Regions from separate parts of the Dromaius novaehollandiae genome. Here region 2 is linked to region 1. Evidence: chromatin contacts called from public Hi-C data. All regions are on one chromosome and are shown on one strand. Each heading gives the region's core, a stretch centred on a gene start, on an enhancer-like site or on the middle of the called end of the contact. The rest is flanking DNA. Distances are from core to core; before and after follow the strand shown. Region 1 has its middle 42 kb from the start of MSX2. Region 2 has its middle 130 kb from the start of MSX2.

What was found. Hi-C and Micro-C count contacts between places; a contact is called where the count stands out from the background.
Region 2: a Hi-C map of ovary shows a contact between it and region 1, with 4 times the contacts expected there. The contact joins two enhancer-like sites. A contact is called at or near these places in 3 of 4 Hi-C or Micro-C datasets (brain, liver and ovary).

What each region holds. Positions count from the first base shown.
Region 1 is chr15:14,888,502-14,892,650 of bDroNov1.hap1, forward strand. No RefSeq gene overlaps it. Among named protein-coding and RNA genes, the nearest start is that of MSX2, 42 kb to the right of the region's middle. Within about 2 kb of position 2,085, at least 2 of the 2 cell types and tissues checked have open chromatin away from gene starts, as enhancers often do.
Region 2 is chr15:15,060,881-15,065,335 of bDroNov1.hap1, forward strand. No RefSeq gene overlaps it. Among named protein-coding and RNA genes, the nearest start is that of MSX2, 130 kb to the left of the region's middle. Within about 2 kb of position 1,506, at least 1 of the 2 cell types and tissues checked has open chromatin away from gene starts, as enhancers often do.

The DNA of each region.
Region 1 (4,149 bases), core at 835-3,334:
AATGCCCAAACAACAATGTTCTTCTAGTAAAAGAGCCACTGTTGGCTGCATGTTTAATTTATGTGTATTTAATCATCCATGATAATACAGTAAGTCTTGCTGAGTACAAGATGTGAGATCAGACTGCTGCCCATATGTAAAGAGATCATATTAACCACAATAACATATATGCCTAACTTGGCCACACCTTTTAGCCAAAATCTGGGACTTGCTAAAATCCGAATATGGAAGACATATGTTCTTCAGGATATAAATTATGATGCTTTTCATCACATTACTTGTGCAGTCCAGTTTATGGAGTAAAGCAGCTTAGCAGACTTTGTTTGGATGGATGGAATATGCATGAATCATAAATGAAATTCATATAACACGGGAATAATAGGAATAAATATAATTTGTCTGATAGGCACCTAGCAGTTTCTCTGGACAATGTGGGTTAATAGAGCAAAACCAACGGATGGCATGAGCAAGCCTTTCTCTGGTGTGTCCCACCTGGAAACACAGGTTAACACAACTTGTTTGTCACAGACTTACTGTCTTCATTACACTTAATTTAACCAGAGAAATCTGAGCTTCTACCAAATAACTGTTATAAAAACACTTGTGTGCATTTGACTAGACAATTATGAGCCTTCCTTAGATATTTTAATGCTTGTGGCAAGCATTTCTCATGCAAAGTGATTAATTAAATTAATGGTTTAAAATACGCATGTACTGGGCCTTGGTTTTAAAAAATCCCTTTTAAATCAATTTATGTACTGAATTGAAGTGTTCCTCACAATTGGTGGGGCAGCAGATTCCCTGGATATTACCTGGAATGTATTCCCATTTTCAGGAAATTTCTAACACTGCTTCCCTTGACTACCATTGCTTCTCCAACCTGAAATTCGAAAGCCCTTTACTCACAAATAGTTGTTCATTCTGAAATTCTTGCAGATAATGTCTGGGATGCCCATTGCCTCGTAGGAGTAAGGCCATCATATATGGATGAAGAACATCCCATGTCACATTTATGATTTGAACAAGCAAGCAGTGCAGAGCTTTAATTCAGTATTAATTTAAACAGAAAAACTAAACTAACACTCTGGGTAGCACTAATTCCAGTTCATTAAGAAAGATATGGAGCGTACAATTTATCTAGCCCACCACTATTGATGCTATGGACATTATGTGGGATTTGCAGCATAAAATTTAAAGATCAGACAGGCAGTCCAGACTTTCAGCCTGCATTCAACAGGACTGTACCTGTCAAAGGATCTTTGTTACTAAAAGGCATGGAGACATAGAAAAGTTGGTTTTTCAGTATCCTTGAGAATAGACGGCCAGAGGATGCTTGAGTAAAGACTGGATGGGAAAAGAGAATGTTGCATGTGCTCTCCTCACTACAGATATCTGAGCAAGAAGGGATGCTGGCAAACCTGGACTCACTTTGCCAGCACCAGCACTGGGCTGCAAATGTGGGGGAGCTCAGAGGAGAGAGACCCCGAGCTGGGTGTTACGAGCCAGGTTAGGTCTGGAGGCAATGTATTTATGCTAATATGGCATTAATAGGCACTATTAATCCAGAAACTTCCTGTAGCTTAGCCAATAGCTCTTCCTATGTGCTAATGAGACCTGCTGAGAGTCCAAGCTATACTGCATCTGAGACAGTAAATCTGCATGGTGTGGATTCATCCTCTCATTTCTCTACCACTTTGGGCAGCTCTGTGCAATTCCCTGTTTCCCAGTACTGATGGAAGATTAACATGCTTCCTCACCCTGCTAAGCATTTCTTCATGGAGACTCAATGCACCAGGCTTTTAAGCTCAAGGAGTTTCCCTGGTACAGCAAAGAGAAGTAGCCTGACAGCTGTGAAAATACCTGGCCTTTGCCTGGGCTGTCCTGTCCACATACATCTGCTTAGTCGAGGTGGGCAACATCCTGAACACAACAGGGTTAAAACCGATCTGACAAATGAGGCAAAGCATGGAAAATATGAAGACAGCTATTTGGTAGCACATCTGAACCCTAGCACAGAAATACCATCTGCAATCAGTTAGAGGTGCCCTAGTAAAGCACAGCCCGGAATGCCGGGCTAATAAAGTGTCAGCAGCAGGGGGATTACGAGGGAGATTTACAAGAGTGCATGAGTTTAGTTGCTGCTGGAGACATCCGATACACTCTGCGTTTGATTCCAGGCTTTGGGATGGCAATGAAATAAGCCCACGGACTTGTGTCAAAAAGCATTTTAAAGTGAGCGCTTCTACCCTGCATACCAGCAGGACTCCCAGCAATGCTGCATCTCTGCGCCCTGCTTGCCAGGCAAGTCTGGGGCAAGGTGCTGCTCTAACACCACATTTTTTTAAATGGCAGCAGAGGCAAGCAGAGAGACTAACTGCCTAGCTTTACATCTCCCAGGATGATGGTTGTAAAGGAAGGCCCAAAGCTAATGCCCTGACCTGATGTACATCTATCGCTCAATAGAGAAGAGTACAAACCACTGAGTTTGGATCAAAACTTCCCAGAGGTAAGGGGAGGTGAGATCTCAGGATTTTTCTTAGGCTTATTTCTAATTTTTAAATAAAGGCATTAAATAGATGAATGACTGCTATTTAAATCTAAATTAGATGCAGCATGAGTAAACATACTGTAATGAACACATCAGTCCTGGAAAGTGTGATTAGAGAAACAAATGCTGCTTTTTCAACCTATAAGTGATGAACTTCCCAGTTGTTTTTTCAAATGTGCTTTCCTTTGATGAAGTGGACTTTCCAGGAGGCAATTAGAATGATTTGGGCAAAAACAAAGAGCAAAGTATTTTCCCTTCATTGTCTAAGGCTACATAAATAAGTACTGAGCTTATTACTCACTCCCTTAGTGAAAGAAAAGAGAAAATATTTTGTGCTTTGTTTCTGCCTCTGACACTTAGATGTAAAATGGGTAGTAGCCTCAGCCACAGCTATGTCAGCTATGACAAAGCTGGCCCATGGCTCCAGTGGAATCACCTATATGATAAAGCTCTGTATGTGCTGAAGTGTTTGCAGGATGAAGCGCCTTACCAGTAGTTATATATCAGACTGCCTCTTGGCAGTTTGTCAGGCTGACGGCCCAGCAGCCCAAGTGCCCTATTGAAGATGTGAGGGACTATGAAAGCAGAAAAGGAATGAGAGAAAGGAATTCATTTGCCCAACCTAAGAAAGTAATTGGAGATATTGTTCAATCTGGATATTTATCAAGTCTTGAGGCTAAATTCTGGCCCCATGAGAGTTGGTGGCAAACCTCCATTGATTTCAGTAAGGTCAGGATTTCACTGGTGATTTATGGAATGAACTAACACGACACTTTAACAATCAGTTTTAGTAGCTGGAAGTGTTATTCATTGCAGAGGTAAAGCATTGTTTGATTTTATGTGACAGTGTAACTTTAAAAACAGGCAACCTGCAAAGCAACAGTATAAAATGCAGCGCTTAAATTACATTATGATGAGGAATGACACAAAGGAATGAAACCAAGGAAATGTTTTCCCTCTCATTCCACTCATACTTTTGCAAGTCAACAGTTATAAGGACAGTACTGGTAAATTTAAATCACCTGTCCTCAACTTTAGACACTATTTGCTTGAAGTTTCTTTTATTTCTGGCAAAACACAAGGTCTTGTTCTTCAGTATGAACTACACGTTTTTCTGAGCAAGCATGACGATTCAGCAACAGCCATCGGTTGTTCATCGTGTGCTCCAGAGCTGCAAAGAAAAATCCAAACATGTCTGGCTGAATACATACACTAATGATATCTATAATATTGTCTTTGTAAACTCTGTTGTTAACTCTGCCATTTATAATTATTTCATTTGGCTGTAAGTTAAAACAACACCAGAAAAATTATAGAGCTAGGTCTTGGGAAAAAAAATTTCAGACCTTAATAAATGAATCAGTTGCTTCCCATGAAAATAAGATCTCTGTGGCTGAGATTTTCTTCCACTGTTAACTAAAAATGCTTTAAACAGGGCATAAATGGCTGTTTCCAAATAGAAAATAACTGGCTTTATTATAATGAATTGTTTCAATTTCTGATTTGATTTCCCTTTATTTTGGGTTTGTTTTTGGTGTGGGGGGGGAGTAAATATTTGACGTAAGAAATGTGACTACAGGTGGAAGACTGAGTGGAAGGTA
Region 2 (4,455 bases), core at 256-2,755, 170 kb after region 1:
AGCACTCAGCAACTATAAAGAGGGTTCACATGCATGGCTCTAATATGTTAATAAATTATGCTAATTACAAGCAAGGGATTAGAGAAGGGGAAATCAAATAATGGTGCAGTAACTGGGCCTCTTTCAACTTAATTTGCAACATTGCCTGTCTAGGCTCCTTGTTGAGTTACCAAGTTTGTTTTCTTCTTTCGAAGACTCTGAAATCCTCTTTTGTCCATGGGAAGATGGTGGTGTCACTGTCAGGAGATAGTGAATGAAAAAAAATGAAGTGCAAGGGGAGCAAAAGCGAGAATGAACCCTCTCCCTGATGAGTTTCTAATGACTGAAGGCTCAAAAGAGACAGCAGAAATACTGCTGCTTTTGCACTGTGCTAGCCTGGAAACCTGGCTGAAAAATGTTGTCGAATAGTATGTAATGGATCATGTTCCATGCATTTTCCTTTCAAAGCCTTCATAAGCAGGAACTTAGCAGAACTGCTGGAGGAGACTGGATTTCCCTCAGCTGCTAGCTCTTACTGTCCTGATAATCTTTAATTCCTTTGTCTCATAGAAAGTGATTCCCACATTTCAGTTATTTTCACTTGAATGGTACTTTTCCCCAAGATGGAATGTCTCTTTTCTTATTTGGAGACAGAGCCAATTCTTGCCTGGGATCTCCTTTACCTCACTGGGAAAATGTTTTGATTGACTTGTCAGTAGCTTTTGGATCCTTGATCTCAATTTATTTGATAGATTTCTTCCCCTGCTTTTAGAGTTTTTTCCTTCTTTTATCCTTCAAATGAACAGCTCAAGTGGTTTGTCAACTCTACCTTTTCCTTTGTGATTTGCTGGAATTTATGACAGGAAGAATTGGAGTAAATTAGAACAATTAAAGGAAAGCAAGAATGTGTTTCATTTTTGCTTTTTTAATTAATCCAGGGTACAGAATCCAATTGTCCCTTGCATTCTGGCTATAGCAATATGTCCTTCAGGGAAGGGTAGAGGTCAGAAGGGGAAAAAGCTGAGTCTGATAATGAAGAATGAAATTGATATAGAGATGGGGAAAGTTTGCTATCCTTTAGGAATTCCCTCCAGTGTGAAAAGTGCTACCTGACAGTTAAGCTATCTTTCAGGAAAAGACTAATGGAAATAGACATAAATGAGCATTCACAAGCCCCAATTTTCTCATTAAAAAAAAAACTGAAGAGTTAAAAAAATAACCAAACTCAAATATGTTTAATTTCTCTAATAAGACACTGCCTTTTACCCTCAGGAAAGGGGCAAGTATTCATTTTCATAAATTCCTTTTTTAGTAGGTTTTTTCATTCTTTTTTTTTCCTTTCTCTTTTTTTTCTCCTTTTCTCTCATTCTCTCTTTTTTTCCCCTCCATCAGCAAGGGGGGTGGTGAAAGAAAACAGAGACAAGCCAGATGCCTTTCAGTGCTTTGATCAGTTTCTCTGCAGACAGCCAGGCTGCCTCCTAGCACCTCTTTAACTACAGCTTGCCAGTAAGAAAATGAGCTGTTTTAACTCTGCAATTACAGTGCCTGCTGAATGCCTGTCATCACAGCAATAGGAACCTGATCTGAACTGTATATCCACTGGAGAGAGAATTACAGCAACCAGGGCAGAAAGTTAAATACCCCCTGTGGCGGTGAGACTCATATAAACGAAAAAGCCCACATCCCAGGCCTCCTCTGTTGGTGTAAATATATAAAACACTGACAATATGACACGCAGCTTCTCGAGAGAGTCCGGGAAAGGGGGAGCTGTAGGGTGATGCCATCCTGTTGTTTCAGATATTCTTGGGAATGATAACTATGAATGCCTAAGAAAAGAGAGAGCAGTGGGGGAAGGGAAGGAAAGGCATGGAAGGGGTAAGAAATTTATGCTATAAGCAAAGACATATGTGCACTGGGTACTGTTCTATCCATGGCACAAAAGTAAATGCATATATGGAACCAAGTCAGAAGGTAGTTTGCTGTTCAACACCACTTCACTCATGTTGCTCTGAAGTCAACACACATACACAAATGTGCTGGTGATGTGGGGCAAAGAGGATCTGTCCCTGTTCGGAGGGCAGAGGTGTGGAAAGTTTGGTGACTTCACAAATATGTGGCCATTTGAGGAATACAGCTATGATTTCCTCCTCTCTGGAGGTTACGCTTTAATCATTAGATTAGTCTTCCCTTAGGCAGACAGCAACTTGTTTGAACCCCTGAGAATATTGTATAATCCTATTGTGGGCATTCATTTTTAAGCCACCCTCTGTTAAATTATACAAATTAAAAAAAACAAAACAAAACAACACATTTGCATTCATGGGCATTTTACATACCGGCATTTGTTTGGGAAATATGCAAACAGATTGCAATCTGGGCCTGATCCAATGCATACTCAATCAGACAGCCCTGAACCAAACCCTTGCTTTATAAGGGCAGCTCTTAATGGTATCCTTGATTTGCAGTTTGTGTCATTTACCTTGAAAGTAAGTGGGTAGCAGGCAGTTCTTCAAGGCCTCTTCCGTCACAACAAATGAGCTGCCCATCAAGTGGATCTGAGGTTAGAATTATGCTGCCTTAACCTATTTGAATGTGTGCGAAAAGATGGATTAGAAGTAGGCAACTATAGCCAGAAAGTTATTAATTAGTTGATGGCTGCTTTATAGAAGTATTTTCCCATGGATCATGGACTATTAGAGGAATAAAATCAGATAACTTCTTCTCTAGTGTGTAGGATAAAGGTCTGAAAATCCAACCTTATGGGTTTTCCTTCTGATTCTTCCAACATATGTTCTTATTTAAGCCATTTTAATAACTACATGCTCAAATTTCTCTTCTGAAACGTGTGTTCCCATTCTCAGTTATCTTAGGGATGAGTTACAAGTGCTAATTGCATCCTGTTATGTTTATAAACATTAAAACTCTCAGGCCAATGTTTTCACACTGCAATGGCAACCCTGAAGCACCTTGTTCAGTTACTGACCACTACAAGGGATGATTGCCAACCATCTTCCAAAGGGGCATGAGATATAAATGACCTACGCGATTTTGATGAGACTTGCGAGGGGAACTTGATGTTTTATTCTCTGTGGGTGAAGCAGAAATCTATTTGCTAAACTCTATAGGCCAAGCCAGCCAGAGAGGATGAGTCAGTGCAGAGCAGCCAGCGGTTCAGCCGAGTGAGCATCTATGTAGCACTTGCTGTGGCAGCTCTTCTCCCACCTGCTTTCCCAGGATGGTGTGAATGCTTCACAGGTGCTTGGTAGGACAAACCTACTGCACAGATGCATTGCCAGAATTGCTCCCTAAAAAACCCTGCTTTTTAGATAGCTTCATGCCCTGTGCCCCCTCTCTCAGCATGGCTGGGGACCCTCCTCCTGCTCCATGCAGGATCCTGCTGGGGAAGGTGTGGAGCTAGATCCTCAGCCCTGAGCCTTGTGCTGGTCTCCGAGGGGTGGCACAGAGACGAGCAGTCAAGCTGGGAGCAGGAGCAGTGTGTGCCCCAGGCAGGCAAAGGCAGAGCAGAAGGGAGGGTGCGTCCGTGCTCCCCTAATGCCACCCTGCAGCCGACACAATTTGGAGCAGTCCTTCAGCTACAGACTCGCACTGCTTTCACCCTGCGCTGGCTCTAAGTCTCAGTACAAAGCCGACTTTCACATGGTTTCACCACCCCCCCTCCCCATCTTGGGCTGTTCTTTGACTTAAACCCAACACAGACTCCTTGTTCCCAAGTACCACGATTTCTCTCCTCATTTACCTGCAAATATCCGTGGCAGTGAGGTGTGCTAACGATGACAAGCTGGAGAGAACATGTCAAAGTGAAGCCGGTCGGCTGTTTGTTGTAGACTCAGGCTCCCTCTGCTGAATAAAATGAGTAAAACAGAAGTTAATTATCGTGACAGTTGAATTGTTGGAGGCTTGACTTGCCTTGGTGTCACATTAAGTGACAAAATAAAGCTCTTTATGATCTGCATGGCACATGAGGAAGAAGAGATATCACCTCATAAAAATACAGTGTAACTAAATATATCCACACCCTTGCAATCTTGCTGTCGTGGGATATGGGGGTTTGAGTCATTAGTGTAGAATACCACAAGTCCTTTTTCTCATAACTATAATGAAAAGGGACTGGTCTCATCATCTTCCAAATCACCTATTCAAAAGGACAAGTGGTGAGTCACACATGAATTGCTGTCATATGGTATAATGTACACTCCAAATATTTACAAGACAAGCCTGCGTTCTGCTCTCTCTTATGAAACCACATGTATTTATAGATGTAAGTGAAGGCAAAATCTAGTCAATTACATCTCGTCCTTATATTAGTCTATTAAAAATACTGCGGTTGAAGCTGTTTCCTTGTGAGTTAATGCATTCTGTTGCCCTTATCCCCTATATTTCAGCTTCGGAGAGGTGTAGAAATATGATGCAGAGCATGGAGATTACTACTCTTTTGATAGCTGCAGGTTACCGTGG